Regions from separate parts of the Mus musculus genome. Here all the other regions are linked to region 1. The links are chromatin contacts, called in public HiChIP or PLAC-seq and promoter capture Hi-C maps. All regions are on one chromosome and are shown on one strand. The core of a region is the stretch at or near the end of the contact, and the rest is flanking DNA. Distances in the headings are between cores, read along the strand shown.

Region 1 (2,642 bases), core at 101-2,600:
ACAGCAAGGGTAAAGTCCAAGACTGCCCACTGTCCAGCCTGTGGGTCTTCTAGAGGCTAGGATCCATCCTGGGTCCTAGGGGAAGCAGCAGAAAAAGACCTGACGGCTCAGAAGGGAGATCAGGAAAAGGAAATCCGCTGGGATTTCAATAACCAGAAAGACTTCCCTCACACGAGGACCCTAAAGCCACAAGGGTGGCTGTGGAGAGATCTAGATTTCTGGAAGCTGCCTGCACCAGCTCCCATAGCCAGCAGAGGTTAGACAAGGAGCCTTTGTGTCTGCTCAAAGGCCCCAGGAGGCTGCAGAGAGGCTCAGCCACCCAGCTCTGTGTATTCACCCTTCTCACTCTGGACAGGGCTGCAGATCGGACCCTTTCTGGACCCCTCCAGGGGCTGCGAATGGGACTTTAGTCAGCGGATACACAACTAACAAAGTCTACAGCCCTTGGGCAGAGAGCAAACTCCTCACCATAGGAAAAGGCTTGTTCTGAACTTGTCCGTTTATTTGGCCACCCCAAGACTCCCTGGATGGACACGAAAAGTAGGATCATGGAAGGACTGGCTTCATTTCGCAGAAAATGTGTCTTACAGTGCTAAAGGTGGCCTAGAACTTATACTAACAGATGCCTGAGTCAGAAATGGGAGGGGGCAGACACCCTCTCATTCATCCACCCCTTCACAGGACAGCAGTGAGGTGGCTGGTGTGGTCCTTGCCTTTTTGAGCTCAAACTAGGACAGGAATGGGGTTTGTGACTACAGAAAGTCTTCAGAGCAGGCCAGAGAGAAGAATTGAGGCAGTTCAAGATGAGAGATCAAACTAAACCAGGACTTCATGGACCCGTTAGTGACCTGAACGAAGAGCAAAAGCAGACGGAGGTGGTGAAGCCGGCAAAGATTTCTGCTGGTACCAGCAGTCTGAAAGCACATCCATCTGTCCATCCGTAAGTGACGCGGGATGGGGCAGCAGCGGAGGGAAGGCTGAGGGTCAGTATAAAGGTCCATCGGTGGGCAGTGACAGGAGCCAGGCCAGCACAAAGCAAACCTTGTAAAACTTGGGCGTCGCTGAAAATCGGTGAGCTAAGCAGGTGACCTCTGCTCAGCCAGGACGGTCGCCTTCCGCCTCTCCTTGCTCAACAGCCGTGGCGGACACGCTGACCGGCGGCGACACTGACCGACCGCGTCCCCAAGCGGGTGGCAGACTGGAAGCATCTGTTTAGAAGGGTTGGGGGCGGCTCCGGCGTCTGCCCAGAGTCTGCCCCGCCCTCCTGCTCACAGCCAGGCTATGGGGTGCGGAGCGGGGCGGAGTAGGGCGGGGACCGCGGCGCTTCCAGGCACGTGGGACCCTGCGCCACTCGGCATGGGACTCGGGCACCAGGAACAGCGGCGGCAGCCCTTGGAGGGGACCAGCGCAGCGGGGAGGTGAGAGGTGCTTCCTAGAGGGGAGCGGACACCAAGAGAGGTCGCCAAGTGAGGCCTGGGGACGGGAGCGCCGGTCGAGTCAGCGCCAAACAGGGAGAGCCCATTACGTGACTGTCCCGAGGGCTCGGGCTCCCAGCCCTTGTACTGCGCAAAACTGGGCGGTGAGAGCCGGCTGCCGGTGCGCTGATGAACTTTGTTTCCTCTAGAGCGTGATCTCGGTGAGTGTCATCTTGGTGTGTTTACCAGCATACTGGGGGAATCTGTGTGTTAGTGGGCAAATGCGCACACCCTTAGGGTGTGAGTGACTGAACTTAGTCTGTGTGTACCCCTGGGGCGTAAGTCTGTGGGCTAAGAGACCTGGGAATCCTGGAGACTTCTTGCGCTTGGACTCTTAACTCTCCCCAGAGTCAGTCTGGGTAGCTCACTCGGTGTCAGTGAGGTGTCAGTGAGGAACCGGAGGCAGTGGCAGCAGCGGCGGGGTTGTGGGGTTGGGAGTGGGGGGTGCGGTGGGGTGGGAATGTGGGTTGCTAGTGCAATTTCATATAAGGACAGTTAAGACTTTGATCTGTCTGGAAACTTTTAATCGGGCAGGTGGTGCTGTATGAAGGGTCAGGCAGAAGAAAGACAGTGTTCACCTCACTAGGGCTACAGTGTGTGTGTGTGTGTGTGTGTGTGTGTGTGTGTGTGTGTGTGTGTTACTGATCTCCAGGAGCTAGACCCAAGTGTAGATCCTTCTGGGAACTAGCCTTTCCAGTTTGGAGATTTATAGGGCTAGGTGACTGCTGTGCTCAGAATGGCATCCCTAGAGTCCCTGGGTCAGCAGCCTTGTTTTGGATCAAGTTTGGAATAGTGGCTTTTGAAGATCAGGCTGGGGCGGCAGGGAAGTGGCAATTATCTGTGGGTGGGAGTGGGAGGAAGGAGAGTCTCTGAACAGACTCTACACTGCTGCCAGTGTGGGTCCTGCATGAGGGCTGGGGACAAGCCCTGCTGCGGAGGTCTGCCCCTCTCCTTTTCCATGCTTTGGATACTCCAGAGTTTTGAGGACATGGGCAGGTTGGCATACTGGGTAATCCTCAGAAATGGCTGCCCAGATGCAGAGTGAGGTTGTGGCCTTTCCGGGATCCCTTTTGCCCACCTACCCCAGGCACCAGATGAGCATGTGAGGATGTCACCAAGGCCTCATGGGTGACACCAGGAGTTCTTTAATTTCCTGGCTGTAGTCTT
Region 2 (2,642 bases), core at 44-2,543, 490 kb before region 1:
CAGAACTAGGTGGGGTTTTGATTTGTTTTGTTTCTTTTCCTTTCTCTTTCATGATCCTCAGAAGCTGGTTGGACAGGACCAGAAATAGTATCCCCAGCTTTGCATGCTGAACGACTAGAGGCAGCCAGCATGTATGGCGGGCTGCATAGCATCCCGCTCGCTGGGATCGGAGCCCTGAGCATAGACAGGCCAGAGCGAAGAAAGCAGATGTGGGGGATAGAAGAAGGACACCCTCCCCGCCCCAGTAGCGCTCCCTCACGTGGGCGATGCTGATGCCACAGTAGATGGAGAAGGCTGTGGCCAGGTCCTCATCAAACTTGCTGAACCATGGCCCATTGATCTTGTTCACTAGCTCAGCCACACCAATGACCTCTGGGAAGAGAGAGAAAATGGGAATCGCTGGTGAAGGGGTCCAGTGAGACCTGCCTTCTCCTAACTCCTCTGGAAGAAATGGCTCAAGACTAGACAATCCCTGGCTCTTTAGGTTCCGACCCTAGAACCACTTTCCCCTAGTCCCCGCCCCGGCTCCACCCCCGTACAGCCCCTTCAGGCCCCGCCCCTGGCCACCACGAGTCGGCACCCTGGTTCTCGTTCTTGATAGGGAAGCAGAGAATGTTGCGCGTGCGGAAGCCAGTGCTGTCATCTACGCCGCGATAGAAAAGCGGATGGGCATATGCATCTGGGATGTTCAGGATCTGGCCCGTAGTCGCCACGTGGCCCGCGATGCCTTGGTCCGCCGGGATGCGGATCTCATAACTCTGCCCAAACAGGGATGGAATAGAAAGCAAGAAGTTAGCCTGCCGTATAGACACTTTTCAAATGTGGCTTTTCCCCCAGGTCCTCTTGCTTACTCCCGGACACCCTCCATACTCCCTCACCTCATCGTCCACAACGCCACCATCGAACACCTTGGCCACCAGCTCGTTCTGATCCAGCAGGAACACCGAGCAGCTGTGGAGAGAAGAGGTTGGTTCGTGGGGTTCTGACGCCTCTCGAACCACCACATATGGCTAGTGTAGCGATTACTGAGACCCTGGAAAGTGTCCTAAAGTGAGACACTCTCCTCGGAGCTGGACAATTCCAAACATCTCTCCATCTGCCTTTTATTTGTTTTGTATTGTATTGTTTTAAATTCCTACTAGGTTTCATAGAAACCCATGGCAAGCAAAGTTAGCGCTGTCCTGGCTGAAACAAGGGCCCAGGCAGAAGGAAATGTCAGATAAGAAGGTAGGGAGGGGGCAGAGGCGGTGAGGGCTGAGACTTCCCCTCCCGCACCACCCCACTTCTGCTCACATCTCTGCGTTGCTGAGGTTTCTGGCTTCCGTGATGATCTCCTGTAGCAGGACAGAGACATCATCTGGAGGAGGGGGAAGGAGAAGCACGTGAGACCTGAGGAATGCCAGGCAAGCATCTCTTCCACATCTCCTCCTCCCCAAACGCCTTGTGTGGGAGACACATCACTCACCCAGGTGGGTGAAGAGGTTCTTTGCCACTTGGAGAAGAGCCTGGGAAGGAGGAAGTGAAGATCGTAAAGATGGCCCGGGATGTTCTCATCCCTTCCCAAGTGCTCCTAGAGCAGGCTGGCAACTGACGTGCCTAATGAAACCCTTTGGGTACTAAGTGAAGGAGCTGGGGAAGAATAGTGAAGTTCTTGGGTCTCAAACGGCTGCCACCTTTGCCTCTGGCTGCCCAGATGTTGTGGTAGTGCCCGTGTTAGACACTAGAGGGCAATCACAGACAATGCCTAGAGCCCAGGGAAATACTGACCTCTCTCTCTTTAAGGGACTTCCAGGTCACTAGGTTACCCAGCCACAGTGCTGCCACTGGCCTAGATAACCCAGGCAGCATCACCCTCGTGGATAGCCTTCTGGGGCTGGCGCGCGCAGGTTCTTGGGAAAAGCTCAAGGCAGGCACTCACCTGGCACTCACACTTGAGCTTCTGCTCCTTCTGGAAGGCCAAGGTGCTGGTGAGCACCGTGCCTGTGTAGTGGAAGCAGTGTTGGATCACGTGTTCATCCTCATCTGTGAAGCTGGAAGTCGGGCTGGGGGTCAGCAGAGAGGACAGGGAAGATGGCCTTCTCGGCCCCTTTCTCCTTTCCTGCATGCTACCAGGAAGCTCCTATCTGCCAGCTAATGAAACTCTTCACACTGGGACTACACACCATGCCTTCTCCCCCTTCAGGCACAGAGCTCTAGGGAAAGCTCTGACTGCCCTCAGACCAAAATGTGGGTTCCTCCTCAGGCCACTGTTTATTTGAGGCAGGCTTATGTACATGTTGCTCAGGCTGGCCTGGAACTTCTAGGCTCCCGTGATCCTCCCACTTCAGACCCCCTAGAACCTGGGGCTATTGCCATAGTGCCATGACACCCCCACTCTCAAACTCACAAATCTCCTCCAAGCTTGTTGAAGGCGCAAGCCAGGGCCACCACCTGGTCAGTGGCTCGGCTGATGACAGGGACACACAGCATAGCCTGCAGCTCACAACCCAACATGTTTTGCAGCTGTTGCACATCGTCCTGCAGAGATGAAGGAACAGTGAGGAGGGGCAGTGTGCCTCTTCCCTAGCTCTCACCACACTCCGAAGCCCGTTATGGCACGAGGACAGGGTGTCACCAAGTCTGGGTCTTGTCTCCCCATCTCT
Region 3 (2,642 bases), core at 90-2,589, 440 kb before region 1:
GTCACTACCAGGACAGCTGGGATAAGGAGATATCATGTATAAGTTATAAATACCAGTGTCCCACCTCACGATCCCTACCCACCATATATTTTGGGCACCCTGAGGGCAACGTTCTCCATGTTTAAGCCCTTGGACTTGAGTCCATCCTATGCCATACCTGAGAACACAGGCACAGGTGGAGGTCCTAGAGGCTCCAGCCCTGTCTTCTGAGCCGGTTCCCCCACGACCCAAAGTAGAGGCAGACATGTAGGGAAGGCATGGTCACAGAAAGACCCTAGCACAAAGATAGAGACCTACAGAAACTGAAGGGCTGAACAGACCAGGAGAGGTAGGCAGCCTGGAGCAACACACTAAACAAGAGAACAGCAGAGGGGCCAAAGGATGATGCACTCAGAAATTTGGGAACTGGAAGAATGATATGGGACTATCACATCTAGAGGCTGGGAGGCAACAGGAGGAGACTGGAGGTCTGTGTAAAAGATGAGGACTGGGAGGGGGCAGTCTGGCAGAGGAGAAGAGAGAATCTGGGTTTTAAAAGGGGGTTGGACCCTTGGGTTGGGTGGAAGATGGTGACTAGAATCTAGATGATTAGTAAGGATGGGGAGTAAGACTTTATAAAATAGAAGATAGAGGTTTGGGGGTGAGGTCCTACTTATGAGGTAAAGTTCTCTGCAGCCAGGGGCTTAGGGGATATGGGTGTGCCTGGAATCTGATATGTACAGTAGAGAGCCAGAGGTTTGAGAGGGGAGTGGGACTAACCTGGGAGGAGGGAACTCCGGGTTTATACAGAGCTGTTAATGTGGCTGAGGGGGGCAACGAGGATTAGGACTTCGGGGCTTGGGATGGAGGAGTTCTAGATGCGAAGCAGAGTCAGAATCTGGAGGGGCATTTGAACTATGAGCCGAAGAATCAAGGACCCCCTCTGGGTATGGCTGCAGTCCCATTCAGTACAAGACGGGTTCCAAACTAAGGGAAGGGTCCCCTCTTAAAGGAAGGTTCAGGAGAGAGTAGACCGTGGGGCAGACGACTGCAAGCTCTTCAGAAGACCGGGCCCTCACCGGGCTCTCCCTGGACACCCGCTTCTCCCTGTTACCCAGAATGGGGGGGGGGGGGGCCTCCTACCTGCAGGCTGTCGGCGCATGGCTGCGGCGGCGGCTCGTCCGGCTTGAGGAAGACCTGCTGGCCCCGCCTGAGGAATTGGACAACAGCGATGAGGATGTGGTGCAACACCAGGACCATGCTCGCAGCCGCCCGCCCGCCCCTCCAGCCCGGCCCGCTGCACTCGGTCAGCGCGTCCGCAACAGCTTCGCCGGTCCGCGCGAGGGTCCGCCCTGGTCCCGCCCCGCCCCCGCCCCCGTCCCGCCCCAGGCCTCCAGGCCCCGCCTACGTTTCTGCTACCGGGGACAGCACTTCAACGCCTTCCAAAGATCGGACCCCACCCGATCCCGGCCGGCTTGCTCCCTGCCAGGCCTTCACCCTCTCAAGTCTCCTGCAGCGGGTCGGCTACGAGGGCTCCCACTCCTCGGTCGCCTCTCAGCCTTCGCTGCCTTCCGCTTATCCCATTGTCACTCCTCCTATGTGGTAGGGCCCCTCCCAGAGTCCCGCGCACTGTCGCACCACATTCTCTCCCCATCACTTGGACTTCAGTAGCCCGGCCAGAACCCCGAGGCCGAGTCCAGCGCAGTGCGGGGAGAGGGGCCGCGGCCACAGTCCGGGAGCCCCGAGGTCCTTTCACTCCTTCCAGTACAGAGGGTAGAGGAAAGTGAGGGAGAAATTTAGAGGTCGCTCCAAAATGGGACGAGCCCTGAAGCGGTAGCAGATCTGTGAAGGAGACACGTGCGCCCTGACACACACAGGCGCACCGTTCCCAAATGTGGGGTGAGAGCACTGGGTTCCTAAGGCTACCAGATAGGCCTTCATCGGCGTCCCAGGAGGCTGAAAAGGGTGCAAGCCCCAGGGCCATCTAGTCCGCAGTTCCGCGGTGGGACCCCGAGAGCTGGGAGCGCATTTCTCTGCAGAGCCGCCTCTGTGCTCAGGCACTTGCAGCAGCCGTGACGCTCCTGCGCCCCCTGGTGTTCTATCGCAAAGGTGCACCCTGACCCCAGTAGGGGATGGCTGGAGGGATGAGGGGACATTTGTGTAACTTGGGTCAAACCCCTTGCCTGGACCAACCTGTTTTCTAGCCTCTGCTTGCTATAAGATGGGCTAAGGCACAGGACGAGTCTATATCAAATGGTGAATTTGGGTCTTCCTGGATTTTGCCAGTGTAACTTTAGCTTGATCCCCTTCCCATTGGGTGTCAGTTGTCCCACAGGGCTGCCAGAAGACAAAAACTTGGAATGATGGTGAGACAGACAGACTCCTGACAGCCCTCACTGTGACTTTCCCTGGTTCTCCTTTCTGCGCTACTGCCCCTCTTCCTGTACTTCCCTCTCCCCCCAGCCCTTGGAAGGTGACTCAGTGAGCCCCCTGCTCCTTGCCTCATAGATGTGATTCATTTGGGCCCTTTCCCCCTGGGGAGCAATTTCCCCAGTGTTGAGTCACTGAGCCCAGTGCTGGACACGGTCCCAGCACCTGGCACAGGCTTGGAAGTGTCCTAGCTGTCCCAGTAGCTCAAGGGGTGATCTTCCACACAAGGATTT
Region 4 (2,642 bases), core at 76-2,575, 310 kb before region 1:
GGAATTGAGAAGGAAGGAATCTCATCCTCTGCACCCAAGAGTGCAGAAAGTAGAGCAGAAGACCCATCGCGGGCTAGAGAACCCCGGGTGAAGGAGGAAGTGGGCCGTTCACCTACCTAGTGGGTCAAACTAAGGGTCCAAGCAGAAGCTACTCTGAAAGACAGACCTTTGAGAGACACTATTCCCCTAAGTGTACCTGGCCATCACCCATCTCCCAAACACACAGGCATGCCTAGGTTAGAACCCGGGTCATATGGCCCATGTGTGTCCTCTGGTTTATATTAGGAGACTCTGAGCTCACATGCACCCCTCTATGGGTCCCTGGTCTGAGTATGGGCGAGGAGATTCCTGTGAGAGACAGTTCGGGAGGAGTGGAGGCTGCAGGTACCACAGGGCAATCCTACCTTGATCTTGTGCAGAGTTCGATCCATCTCCACAGCCTGCACCCACACAGACACGCCGGCCTTGCTGTAGGTCAGGTTCCAGCCCACCTCGGCCTCACACTCTGACCGGAAACTGCGGAAGTCCTGGTCATCGGGCACCTGGACACTTTCACGGCCCAAGGCGGGCCGAGACCCTTGGGGTTCTGTTGAGGCAGCTGGCTTTTCCATAGGGAGCGTGGGGAGGCCCGGGGCCCTGGTCCTAGTCCGACTCTCCTGGGTCCTCCGCGGAGGCTCAGACAACGTCGACGCGGCTGCAGATGCTGACGCCACCTTCCTGGGACCTGCAAGACCGGTTTGGGGACCAGAGTCAGTGCGCTGGGGGCGCGGGTGGGGCTAGCCGGGGTCCCGGACCAGCGGACAGCTTGAAAAGGGCAGGTACTGGCCCCAGGCGGTTGTGCACCGGCACAGGACAGTCACTTGGGCCACCCTCCCACAAGGAGCGACCTCATACTTCCCTGGAGCGGCAGTAGGATTGCTGCGTAGCGGGTGCAGGAGCCCGCGAGAGCCGGGCGGGACTCTGGGGGATCGCAAGTGCGGGTCTGGCACGGAGTCCTCGCGCGGTGCTGGCCGGACTCGCACAACTAACTCAGCAGCAAGCCGCGCGGGGCCGTGGTGGGGGCGGGTGTGGTGGCGGAGTCTCACCTGTGCGGGCTTCTCTGCCGGGGCCCGCCGGGGCCGGTGTGCGAGCTCTTCCGCCGCCGCCGCTGCCTCCGCTGCCCGGGCGACCGGGGGCCGCGCGGGGACCCTGGGGGGAGGAGCAGTGGGTCCCGCCGCCGGCCCCGCCCCGCTCCGCGCCCCCCGCCCCGCGCGCCCCCTCCGCCCTCCTCCCTCCCGCTAGGCTCGGGGCTCCCGGGCTCCGCTCGCCTCGCTCGGTATTTTCCAGGCTGCGGAGGTAAGAACTGCGGGAGCACCGAGCCCCGCCCCGCCCCGCCCCGCCGGGTCCTAGCGCCCGCCCCCGTAAGCCCCGGGGAAGGGGCAAAGTCCGGGGAGAGATGTAGACTATCAGAGGACCGGGGACCTGTGAGCAGGAACCACATAGCGAAGTAACAAAGTAGCCTGGGCTCTCAGAGTAAGGTTGAGGTGCCAAGAGAGATTCTGGAAGTTAACTGAGAGCCTCTTCTCTACTCTTCGCTCCCACCCTTGCAGGTACACGCTTCTGCAACAGCTTATTCACACACACAACACTTCAGAGATTCAAGGGTGGGCACACACCCTCATGACAATTGAAAGACTAACTAGCAGGAATAGGGATGACAGCCCCTCAGTAACTAAATTAGAAATGGCGACAGCCTGCAAGCCCCAAGAACCAAGAGCATAACAAGCCTCCTCCACACACCCAACTCAATTTTCCAGTAGGGTGTGCAAACCCAGCCGGAAGTTGATCCGACTTTAAAGGCTCAAGGTTCAAAGGCTGGCCAGAATTTGGCAAAATTTCCACTTCAGCCTCACTCTGGCCAGAGAGAGGTCCTGAGCCAGCAACCTCTTACATCCCTATTTGGCAGCTTCCAAACCCACCCCTCTTTAGCTCTCAGCCATTTACCCACACCTCCCCTAGGCGAAGACCAGTTCTCAAAAGCACAGGGCTGCAGAACACTGGAGCACAGGCCCCCTCCACCCCTCTGTAGAATAGAGTGGACCAGAGCTCTACTCTGTAGCCTGATGTAAATTCTGTCCACTAACTCTTCTGCCTACTCTTCCATTCTGGGAGCCCTGTCCCATCTACCCAGTGAAAGCTAGGGCCAGGCCAGTATGAGCATGGCAGTCTTGTCACTGTCTGGGCCAGAGACGAGCAGGGAAAGCCTTTGGTGTGCTCCTCTGGATATTAGGAGCAATAAGTGACTACCACTGACCTAGTAGTACCAGAGTCTGCTAATGGCTATTCCCACCAGTGCCAGAGTACCAAGCCTCTGCCACCCAGGCTCCTTCTGTGCCCTCTGCATTCTCCCCCTGGTCCCTCAGAAGTCACCTCTTATCTCCACCATGTAGATTTCTTTTCTTACAGGTGTTAAAAGAAAACCGCAGACTCAGCACTGTAGGTTCACAAATAGATGTGCTTTTTTTTTTTTTTCCCTGAAGTGCTCAGGGCTCTGAGATCTTTGTAAATCATGCCCACTTTTAAAATAAGCAGGAAACTGGATGTGGTAGCACAGACCTATAATCCCAGCTACTCAGGAGACTGGGGAGGAAGACCCAAAGTTT
Region 5 (2,642 bases), core at 52-2,551, 290 kb before region 1:
CCCTGCAGGGCCTAGAGGGCTTCCTGATATTGCCTTTTCCCTCCCATCGGTTTATTTCTTAGGGATAACCAGGTCTGCCTTCCCTAGCTAAAAACAGGGCTTGAAGCTGAACCTTCCTCAGTATGTCATATTGTAAGGCTAGGCCCACTGAGTCTCTCCTGTCATTCTTTTTTTTTTTTTTTAAAGATTTATTTATTTATTATATGTAAGTACACTGTAGCTGTCTTCAGACACTCCAGAAGAGGGAGTCAGATCTCATTACGGGTGGTTGTGAGCCACCATGTGGTTGCTGGGATTTGAACTTCGGATCTTCAGAAAAGCAGTCGGGTGCTCTTACCCACTGAGCCATCTCACCAGCCCTCTCCTGTCATTCTTTACCACAGCCTGTATCTGCAGAATTCTTTGCTAGAGACAATTTCATTACAATTCCCCGTGAGCCCAGATTCACTGTCAAATGTACCCACAAGAGATGTCTGTGCTGTCCAAGAGAGGCAGCAGATAGGCCCTGAGTTAGAACTCTGGGTTGCTGGCTAGCTCAGCTCCCTACTACACACAGCTGCAAACGAGGAAGCCTCTTCTCTCCTCTGAGCCTGGGGTTTTCCAGATAAACGGAGTCTTTTCTTAGAGCCCTAAATTTTGCTACCAACTGGACCTCTAAATCTTGCTCCTCCCACGGACAGTTCTGCGTCCTGTCCTAACAACTCTGAAGCGCTGGACCTTGAATCTAGGCCCCCGCGCAGGGTTAGCAAAAACCCTATCGCTGAGCTACTCCCAACGCCCGCCTGCATTGGAAATTTTCATGTCATCAGACCATGTCTACTTGTTCTTTCCAGAGCTTAAGAGTCCTTTTGTCTCCGCTCCCTCTGGGTAACGGTCTTAGTTGGTCCTTCATAAACCCCCACTCAACTGTCACCTTGTAGGTGACAGTGGGGCTCCTTCAGGCAGTCTTCTCTCTTAGACTGCTTGTGCCTGGTGCTTGTCTCTGTACAGCCCCTGGTGGTAGGGTCTCCCCTTCCGGGGTAACTTAGTGAGTTCTGCATCCTCAGCTTCTGACACTGGTCCAGGCACCAAGAGGTTAAGGAAGGCGACCTTGAGGCCCCGCCCTGGACGCGCCCACAGGCGACAGGGAGGCTTCAATCCCTGCTGCTTACTCCGGGACAGAAACGCACACCTCTGGGACTGAGGGTTTTTGCTGGGCCGCAGCAGCACCTGCTTTGAGGTGTCCAGATCTCCCCGACAAAAGCGCTTGGTACAGCCCGGGGATTCCCCGCTGCTGCCGCCCTGACGTCATGGAGTCCCCGGGAGGCTCCGCCCCCCTGCTCGGGCTGGAGCTTTGCGCGGCCGCTAGGGACTCGGCGGCCATGGCAGGACCTGGCGCCCCCTGCGATCCCTGCGCGCCCGCCGCTGTCTGGAAGCGCCACATCGTGCGGCAGCTGCGGCATCGGGACCGCACGCAAAAGGCGCTCTTCCTGGAGCTAGTGCCGGCTTGTGAGTGCGTCCCTGGGGGCTCGGGGATGACTGGCTTTGAGGAGGTGGGACTCCCCGCTCGGGGAGAGGGCTTGTCCCGCCACTCGACTTGTGACTCAGGGCAGCGGCGCCGTCACGGTTCCCGAGGGCTTTGCGTCTTGGAACCTGTTACGCCCCTCTCCGCATTGGCTTGCCTGCTGTTTCCAGCTCTGGTGCTGCTTAGCCCCAAAGACTCAGCTCTGCCTCCCTTGAGCATCCTAGACACAAGCTCTGTCTCAGTGATGGTTTTGTCGAGTCCTTCTTTCAGGCCGTCCCTAGGGCAAGGCCTGGTCAGTCCATTTGGTCCCAGAGCCCAGTTAAAGAAGGCAGGCGTGGCCAGAACAGCCACGGTAGCTGAAAGGAAGGAGCGAAAGTCTCTGGTAGGTTCTGGTACGGATAGGTTATACTGGCGTACGTTCGTGGAGTACCTCAGTGCCTAGCGGATCGTAGCTCGAATGGGGCTCCGGGTTCCTTTAGGTTGTTTGTCGCGCGGCGGAAGTTAAATTCTCATGTGGTTATTTCTGGGCACTTTGGCTAGGAGGAGGAGATGTGTGCACTCCATCCGAGGAACACTGGAGTGCATCTGTATTTACTGCCTTTTGGTGGACTGTGATTGTGTGTTTGAGGCTGAAAGTCTAACCATACTCCCTACTTCTTCCTCACTTGGTGCTAATTTTGATGCACCCACGCAATCAAATTTGTTTTCCTTGGAACTTTGTGAGGGCTGGCCCTCTCTTGGGGTTGGATACCTCTACCTCCAGACAACCCCACTTCTCCAACTGCTCTGATGGGCAGTGGGACTATCGGTTTAAGGGAGGGACCACCCAGGAGAACTGCAAGACTGGGAACCTAGAGACCCAGGTCTGTGGTTTGGGGTAATTCAAGTCCTTTACCTCAGATTTCTTACTTGCAAATGAGGCACATTGTGACCTTGTATGCCGGGGTAGGGGTGCTTGCAATGCCTTGTGGTCTCAGGTAGTTTTGAGAATTTGTCAGGGTCCAGGAACCTCAGACAGAGAAGGAAGGGAGGTGAGGATCTGGCCTGAGGTTAGCAGCCTCAGTCTGCCTGGAATTGGTTTAAAACAAAACAAAACAAAACAAAACAAAACAAAACAAAACAAAACAGCTGGAAGGAA

What was found. HiChIP or PLAC-seq counts read pairs in DNA pulled down with a chosen protein or histone mark. Capture Hi-C pulls out chosen DNA fragments and counts their contacts.
Region 2: a contact with region 1 is called in an H3K4me3 HiChIP or PLAC-seq map of bone marrow-derived macrophages, with 3 times the contacts expected there. The contact joins the enhancer-like site here to the promoter of P2ry2 in region 1. A contact is called at or near these places in 7 of 39 promoter capture datasets (the 3T3-L1 cell line, embryonic stem cells, liver and 2 more), 6 of 115 datasets of contacts at active chromatin or transcription factors (bone marrow-derived macrophages, embryonic stem cells, large pre-B cells and 1 more) and 2 of 9 other capture datasets (embryonic stem cells and liver).
Region 3: a contact with region 1 is called in an H3K4me3 HiChIP or PLAC-seq map of embryonic stem cells, with 4 times the contacts expected there. The contact joins the promoter of Pde2a here to the promoter of P2ry2 in region 1. A contact is called at or near these places in 1 of 39 promoter capture datasets (stem cell-derived epiblast-like cells), 4 of 115 datasets of contacts at active chromatin or transcription factors (bone marrow-derived macrophages, embryonic stem cells and pancreatic cancer cells) and 3 of 9 other capture datasets (adipose tissue, embryonic stem cells and pancreatic islet).
Region 4: a contact with region 1 is called in an H3K4me3 HiChIP or PLAC-seq map of bone marrow-derived macrophages, with 3 times the contacts expected there. The contact joins the promoter of Stard10 here to the promoter of P2ry2 in region 1. A contact is called at or near these places in 4 of 39 promoter capture datasets (Sertoli cells, embryonic stem cells, neural stem cells and 1 more), 3 of 484 Hi-C or Micro-C datasets (Sertoli cells, bone marrow-derived macrophages and nephron progenitors), 19 of 115 datasets of contacts at active chromatin or transcription factors (the 230-238 cell line, the HPC-7 cell line, bone marrow-derived macrophages and 12 more) and 3 of 9 other capture datasets (adipose tissue, embryonic stem cells and macrophages).
Region 5: a contact with region 1 is called in a promoter capture Hi-C map of adipose tissue, with 5 times the contacts expected there. The contact joins the promoter of Atg16l2 here to the promoter of P2ry2 in region 1. A contact is called at or near these places in 7 of 39 promoter capture datasets (the C10 cell line, embryonic stem cells, liver and 3 more), 1 of 15 datasets of contacts at CTCF or cohesin (large pre-B cells), 2 of 484 Hi-C or Micro-C datasets (bone marrow-derived macrophages and liver), 21 of 115 datasets of contacts at active chromatin or transcription factors (the 230-238 cell line, the HPC-7 cell line, bone marrow-derived macrophages and 12 more) and 5 of 9 other capture datasets (adipose tissue, embryonic stem cells, embryonic tail and 2 more).

The regions. Positions count from the first base shown.
Region 1 is chr7:101,010,706-101,013,347 of GRCm38.p6, reverse strand. P2ry2 (purinergic receptor P2Y, G-protein coupled 2) reads left to right here and starts at 1,350. Exons shown (of 3, transcript NM_008773.4): 1 at 1,350-1,636.
Region 2 is chr7:101,502,687-101,505,328 of GRCm38.p6, reverse strand. It overlaps Pde2a (phosphodiesterase 2A, cGMP-stimulated), which reads right to left. Exons shown (of 30, transcript NM_001143849.2): 12 at 2,387-2,517; 13 at 1,919-2,030; 14 at 1,466-1,505; 15 at 1,294-1,357; 16 at 879-951; 17 at 581-758; 18 at 260-372. Among named protein-coding and RNA genes, the nearest start is that of Mir139, 29 kb to the right of the region's middle. Within about 2 kb of position 1,293, at least 37 of the 459 cell types and tissues checked have an H3K27ac peak or open chromatin away from gene starts, as enhancers often do. A contact at or near this core is called in bone marrow-derived macrophages, where this site is marked.
Region 3 is chr7:101,449,949-101,452,590 of GRCm38.p6, reverse strand. It overlaps Pde2a (phosphodiesterase 2A, cGMP-stimulated), which reads right to left and starts at 1,339. Exons shown (of 30, transcript NM_001143849.2): 1 at 1,123-1,339. The coding sequence starts at 1,239.
Region 4 is chr7:101,319,796-101,322,437 of GRCm38.p6, reverse strand. It overlaps Stard10 (START domain containing 10), which reads right to left and starts at 1,325. Exons shown (of 7, transcript NM_019990.5): 1 at 1,086-1,325; 2 at 405-724. The coding sequence starts at 611.
Region 5 is chr7:101,300,747-101,303,388 of GRCm38.p6, reverse strand. It overlaps Atg16l2 (autophagy related 16-like 2 (S. cerevisiae)), which reads left to right and starts at 1,301. Exons shown (of 18, transcript NM_001111111.1): 1 at 1,301-1,488. The coding sequence starts at 1,362.